Regions from separate parts of the Bombyx mori genome. Here region 1 is linked to region 2. The links are chromatin contacts, called in public Hi-C maps. All regions are on one chromosome and are shown on one strand. The core of a region is the stretch at or near the end of the contact, and the rest is flanking DNA. Distances in the headings are between cores, read along the strand shown. Region 1 overlaps LOC101746352 (3-phosphoinositide-dependent protein kinase 1). Region 2 overlaps LOC101746352 (3-phosphoinositide-dependent protein kinase 1).

Region 1 (2,811 bases), core at 97-2,596, 37 kb before region 2:
AGGTGAAGCCATTTTTTGTACATAGTTATTAATCGAGCCAATGTACCCGATTCGGTGGACCGAATGGTAAGCAGTCGACGTCGCCCTAAACACGTCATTACGGATCCTCCCGATCCATCAACGGTGCTTTTAGGAACCTCAAGCACCGGTCACCGGCCTCGCCGAACCCGTCGCTTTGCGACGAAGGCCTCAACGAGTAAATCACCCCATAGACACAACCCACTGAGTTTCTCGCCGGATCTTCTCAGTGGGTCGCGTTTCCGGTCCGGTGGTAGATTCTGCGAAGCACTGCTCTTGCAAGAGCCAGTGTTAGCAACACTCCCGGTTTGAGCCCCGTGAGCTCATCTACTAGATCGGTGACTCTAGAATAACCCCTCGAAGTTATTAGAATAGGAAGGGAAAAAAATCGAGCCCAAAATCGATCATGATCTTGTTGCAACAAACTTAAACAGATTTATGAAATTCTTGTTTCTGCGCGTCAGAAAGTATTCTGGGCACCCAACGCGCTGCCGCTTTTTCCAAACTCAAACGGTTGTGTATAGTATTATGGACACTTCCTTTAAAAAAATAATAATATATATGTATTTACTATATTACAAACTAACACGAAGATCCGCCAACTTTCAACTTTTTCAATAATTTGTTCAGACACTACCAATGTACGGCGTCCCTTGCGGGGGTCGTCATTACTGGAAGCTCTTCGTCGCTTGAACTCAGCACAACAATACGCAACCGTAGAATATGGAGGAGCATGAACCTCTAATGTTGCTCTCAAGTCTTGATTTACCAGCGCCGTATATAATATAGCAGAAATATTTTATTACCGCGTGAACTTCAATTTTATCCATTTTTAAGAACACGTTCCGTCACTACGCAGGAAAATGACTTCTGTTTTTTAAAAAAACATAAGAGAAGCAGATAGCAATCCCACTTGTGTGGATTCCACTAGGACTACGACTATAATCACTACTACAGCCACCCATATTGGCGGTTTGCTTTGTTATCCTCGACCTGGTGCCAGCGCGCTAGAGTAACAGTAGCGTGCACTGTAGCCTCGACCCCTCAAATGACCCTGTAACCATCACAGCGAGAAGACTGCCTCCTCACAGGGGCCGGAGCTGAACGAACGCCCTCCTGTGACCCCTGATTCTGCTGCGGCGGCCGGCACCGAAAGGGAAAAAGGGTAGAAGAGCTCTCCCTCTCCCGTGCTGCCGCCTTTTGCGAGATGGTGGACTCGCAGAAGTCGATCATCACCTGCCAGGAGTTGTGACTGCCGAGAGCATCGTAGCGATGACGGTCGGTAGCGACAGGTCTGGTACTATCGCGACGATGGTGCGGTGCTGCTTTGCGAAAGCTCTGCCTGCTCCGCCGGGTCCTCGTCGCATAGTTAATACTCAACCTTATACGGCGAACTTGACACTTCGATGTCTTCTCAGATTCTCGGCTTATTTAAAAACCCGCCACGAAGCAATGTAATGAAGATATACCGCAGGCTCTTGTCGGTAACTAACATTTTATCTGACGCAACTTCAATATTGGTCTTCCCTTTCAGCCTGATGATGAACAATGGATTCTTAATGGAATTTACACTCATCAGCTTATATGATTAAAAGTAACTACGTAGAGTAGTACTTAAATACTAAGAAATATGTGGTGAATTATTTTAAGTGGAATCACAATAAAAATAAGCTATTGAAAGAGTTATTATTTTCCGCTCTATTTCTACTTGTTAAAATGTAAAAAGACGTGAGGGAAATTCGATGTACCCAATACAGACGTCTAGACCGCAGTAAATTATGTGAATCGTTTTGTCTAGACTCTAGACGGGCCATGACCCCACGGGTACTTGAATAAACGTGACTCCAAACAAAGACTAAAGTAACCAAAAGTGATATGCTTAACACATTTAACCCTTTGAGGTCCAGAGTCCACACGTATTGGACTCACACGTATCTTTTTTTTTACTGCCAGGTTCACAGTCCACAACGTGTATACCTAGGACCTCGTTAAATATTTTTGTAAAAAGTCTAAGGACCACAAAGGGTTAAATGTACTTGACCATTAAACTCCTTTTAGGTATTAAGAGGCTTTTACGACACGGTCATATGAATTATTTTGCATCATATGGAAGAAAAACAATATTTATATTTAATAATTGGTAAGGGTATCCGATTGTAACCACCTCGAGCTACTATTGCTGTTTTTGTATTATTAGTAAATTCAAAAGCTTGTTGAGTGTCTGGGGCTTATTCAATTACTTTTATAATTCTCCATATCGTATTAAAGAGTTCGGTCTAATAGGAAATATGGCCGGCAATGTCGAGGCTATGTAAGTGCCATAGCTCAATACTTAGTGATAAAAAAATTTAAAATAATAATTCTTAAGTTCATTATTTCACAGTAAAGTAAAAAAAAGTACTCGTAAGTAAGATATATGAACATTCCCTAACCGTTACTCCAAATTGACACTTTTGCTTGGTGGATCAAAATGCGCGGTGATTCGCTTCGTACTCAAATTACCGCTATCACCAACTCAAAAAGTGCCCTGGCTTTACTTATCAACCCTTGTAAAACCAGCTTTTGTGAAAAGGAACCGTATTACAATACACTGGCCATTTTCCTTTTCAGTTGGTACATGAAAGAGGCCATCAACATATTCATGAGCTTTGTACTGAAACAGATTAATTCTTATTCATATTAAATTCATATTTAATTGCTTAGATCGGTGAACGAGCTCACGGCCCACCTGGTGTTAAGGTAGCCGGTAGTTGTATAGGACCGGACTTGTCGCTTTCGAACGTCGTGGCTACT
Region 2 (2,773 bases), core at 100-2,599:
TCAGCAAAGTTGAATGTATCGGCAGGCATCTCATCCTTCGTGGAATTTGTACCCACACATTCTAAACTGCAGGCTATTTACCCTTGAAACACCGCTCCGACGGTTCTGTGTTATTCTTTTATTTTCTGAGAACGATAATTCACAAAAACAACTTTACCTGAACAGTGTCTATTGTTCATTATCATTTGAAAGAAAACAAAACGATAACTTTAAAAGTCTGTCTTTTCTCATCTAGCTAAATATCTGTCACCTATTATTTTACCTTGTAGATAGTTTTTCTTGTTTTTTTGGTTGAGAACAATATTGCCGTTAGAGAAAGATGCGTCGTAAATAGTGACCACGTGGTGCCTCATACAAACGAGATTTTGGCGCGAATTTCTTGACAATGAACTGAGTAAATTTTTCATAAATTATTTTATGAAATATTGTAAGAATATAAAAATTAAAGTAGTTATGAATATTCTTATTTTTTTTAAATAATTTTTTTACCAGAGGAACTACCAAGTCTTATTTTTATCAAAGTAAAATACATTAAAGCAAGTGTTCTAACGCTAAAGCTAAATCAATTCTTGTTGATCGACGTTATAAATATTTTAATTCGACCTGAGCTAATAAAATCTAATTTGAATAATGGCGCCAAAGTCAACTTGTACGTCTTCTACATTTAATGGCCGCCGCCGCGCCGAGTCGTTCATTGCGCTCACTTGGGTGTATTGGCCAAAGCTCACCACGCGTATCCTGTCTACTACGGTTGATTCTATCCTGCTCACTCTAAGTTCACACATTGGGGCGTAAAAGAGACACCAAACTCACGTGCAGCGATTTTTGTGCTATAGAAGGACGCACCCGAGATCAATGCACTTTCCGAGGACAGCGAGCCCGTTTTTATTAAAAGTTACTGACGAATTGTTTTTGATGCAATAGGGACTTTAAATCTTACAGCCCTAAGACATAAATTTGCAAAATTGAAAGTATTAAAGTAGAGGTCGATGTCTAGACTTGAGACGCGCGGGAAGTGATTAAAGTATGTGGTATGGCGTATGAAAGGTATTCCGTACGTTATTAGGGTTGATATTTACTCCCCTTTAATATTAACACGAAACGTTTTCGCATGGCATCTAATTATCTATATTCCCGTACTGTTTGTCTATTACAATCGGAAATTTAAGTGGCATTCATTGGTATGCACTTCCGAGTGGTTCATTGGTGTCTTCACCCATAATTGAAGCACGTTTAGTATTAATTAACGGTACAACATCCTGCCCGTATCGTGAATGGTAGAGTGCTTCGCAGCGATTTGTGTTTATTGTGTGTTTGCTAACCCTACATTCCCAGCGTGCCATGTGCATGAACTGGCGTCTGCATAGCCGCCATCCAGCGCCCCGCACTCCTTGTCTCATCTTGCCGGTTTCCTTTGTAAGCCCAGTCTATTTTTAACACGTTATCTACTACAAATTAGAAATACTTTTGCTATGAGACGGGTGTAAGTTTTGTTGGGTAATTTTCTATTTTCGTAACACGGATGGACGAATATTATTCTTATGAACTACCAGAGACAGAGGTGACATAAAAAGCAAAAGTTGAAATAATTAATAAACGAATATAATAATCTAGCTGACCATATACTATAATATCGACAGGTGAAAACCTATTTGCTTTAAGCGAGATTTTTATAAAATTACAGGCGAGTTAGGTATTTAAAGTTTTAAATTTGGAGAAATATCAAGACAAAAAATTTCTTCAGCTATTTGAATACGGTAAACATAATTCAATCAATTTTAAACATCGAATTGTTGATACCAAATAAAACTGACCTGTAATCACAAAGATAAATGTCGCGTATTAACCGAAATGTCACATAAACCAAATAGCCATTTACCCCTCGATACATCGACGATATTATAAACTGAACTAATTTACAACTTATATAAAATAGCGTGGGTAGGCCTCCCACAAGGTGGGCCGACGCCCTATTGAGGTTCGCGGGGATCCGCTGGATGCAGGCAGCGCAGGACCGGTCTTTGTGGCGAGGCTTGGGGGAGGCCTATGTCCAGCAGTGGACGTCCATGGGCTGATAGAATAGAAAAAAAAAAAGTCGCTTAAAATATGAATGCTTAAAACTTTAATTGAGAACGACGGAGACTAGTCTATGGTCCACTAAAATTAACTGAGCAATGCGAGGAGCACTGACAAGTCGCTGTTTACCACTAAGAATTCTCTACAAAATTTGTTTGAAGGAGGACATCCCATATGGCCGTCATAGCAAAAAAGTGGCCACTCAAGAGCCGTAATGGTTCCTTCCAGCAGACAGGGTGGAAGGATGGTCAAACCTATAGTCTCACAACACACGTTATGAATAAAAATGCTGTAGTGCGCGCAGTGCTTAGGTTTTTCGAAGAAATGGGTAGCGCTTTTTTAATACAACTCTTAAAATTAAAACAGGGAAGTATGGTATGCGATCTTTAATGTGGAAAACTCCAAACTGACAGCAGTCTGTAGCTTTATGACTTTTCACGACTTGCATTACTACTGCCACTAAACCCAATTGCGAAGTGAGTCCATCTCCCACGGATTCCCCGATCTTTGTGCAAGGCAACGGCATACAACAGTCCGTACCGTTATGCTCGACGGTTTTGACACATTTACGAGAAATTATTCCAGTGGCCGCTCTCTCTTATCTGTGAGAGCTGTCTGGGGCTTCCGGATTCTCGGCAAATGCAATAGAGCGCAACTCATAATTTCCCTGTATGTTATGGAGAGCCTTTTAGGAATT

What was found. A called contact is a pair of places that touch in the nucleus more often than the background predicts.
Region 1: a Hi-C map of middle silk gland shows a contact between it and region 2, with 2.9 times the contacts expected there. The contact joins two enhancer-like sites. A contact is called at or near these places in 4 of 7 Hi-C or Micro-C datasets (middle silk gland, midgut, posterior silk gland and 1 more).

The regions. Positions count from the first base shown.
Region 1 is chr11:13,168,431-13,171,241 of ASM3026992v2, reverse strand. The region is part of intron 2 of LOC101746352 (3-phosphoinositide-dependent protein kinase 1); the gene reads left to right. Among protein-coding and RNA genes, the nearest start is that of LOC134199713, 8.8 kb to the right of the region's middle. Within about 2 kb of position 1,346, at least 2 of the 8 cell types and tissues checked have open chromatin away from gene starts, as enhancers often do.
Region 2 is chr11:13,131,322-13,134,094 of ASM3026992v2, reverse strand. The region is part of intron 2 of LOC101746352 (3-phosphoinositide-dependent protein kinase 1); the gene reads left to right. Among protein-coding and RNA genes, the nearest start is that of LOC110386130, 21 kb to the right of the region's middle. Within about 2 kb of position 1,349, at least 8 of the 8 cell types and tissues checked have open chromatin away from gene starts, as enhancers often do.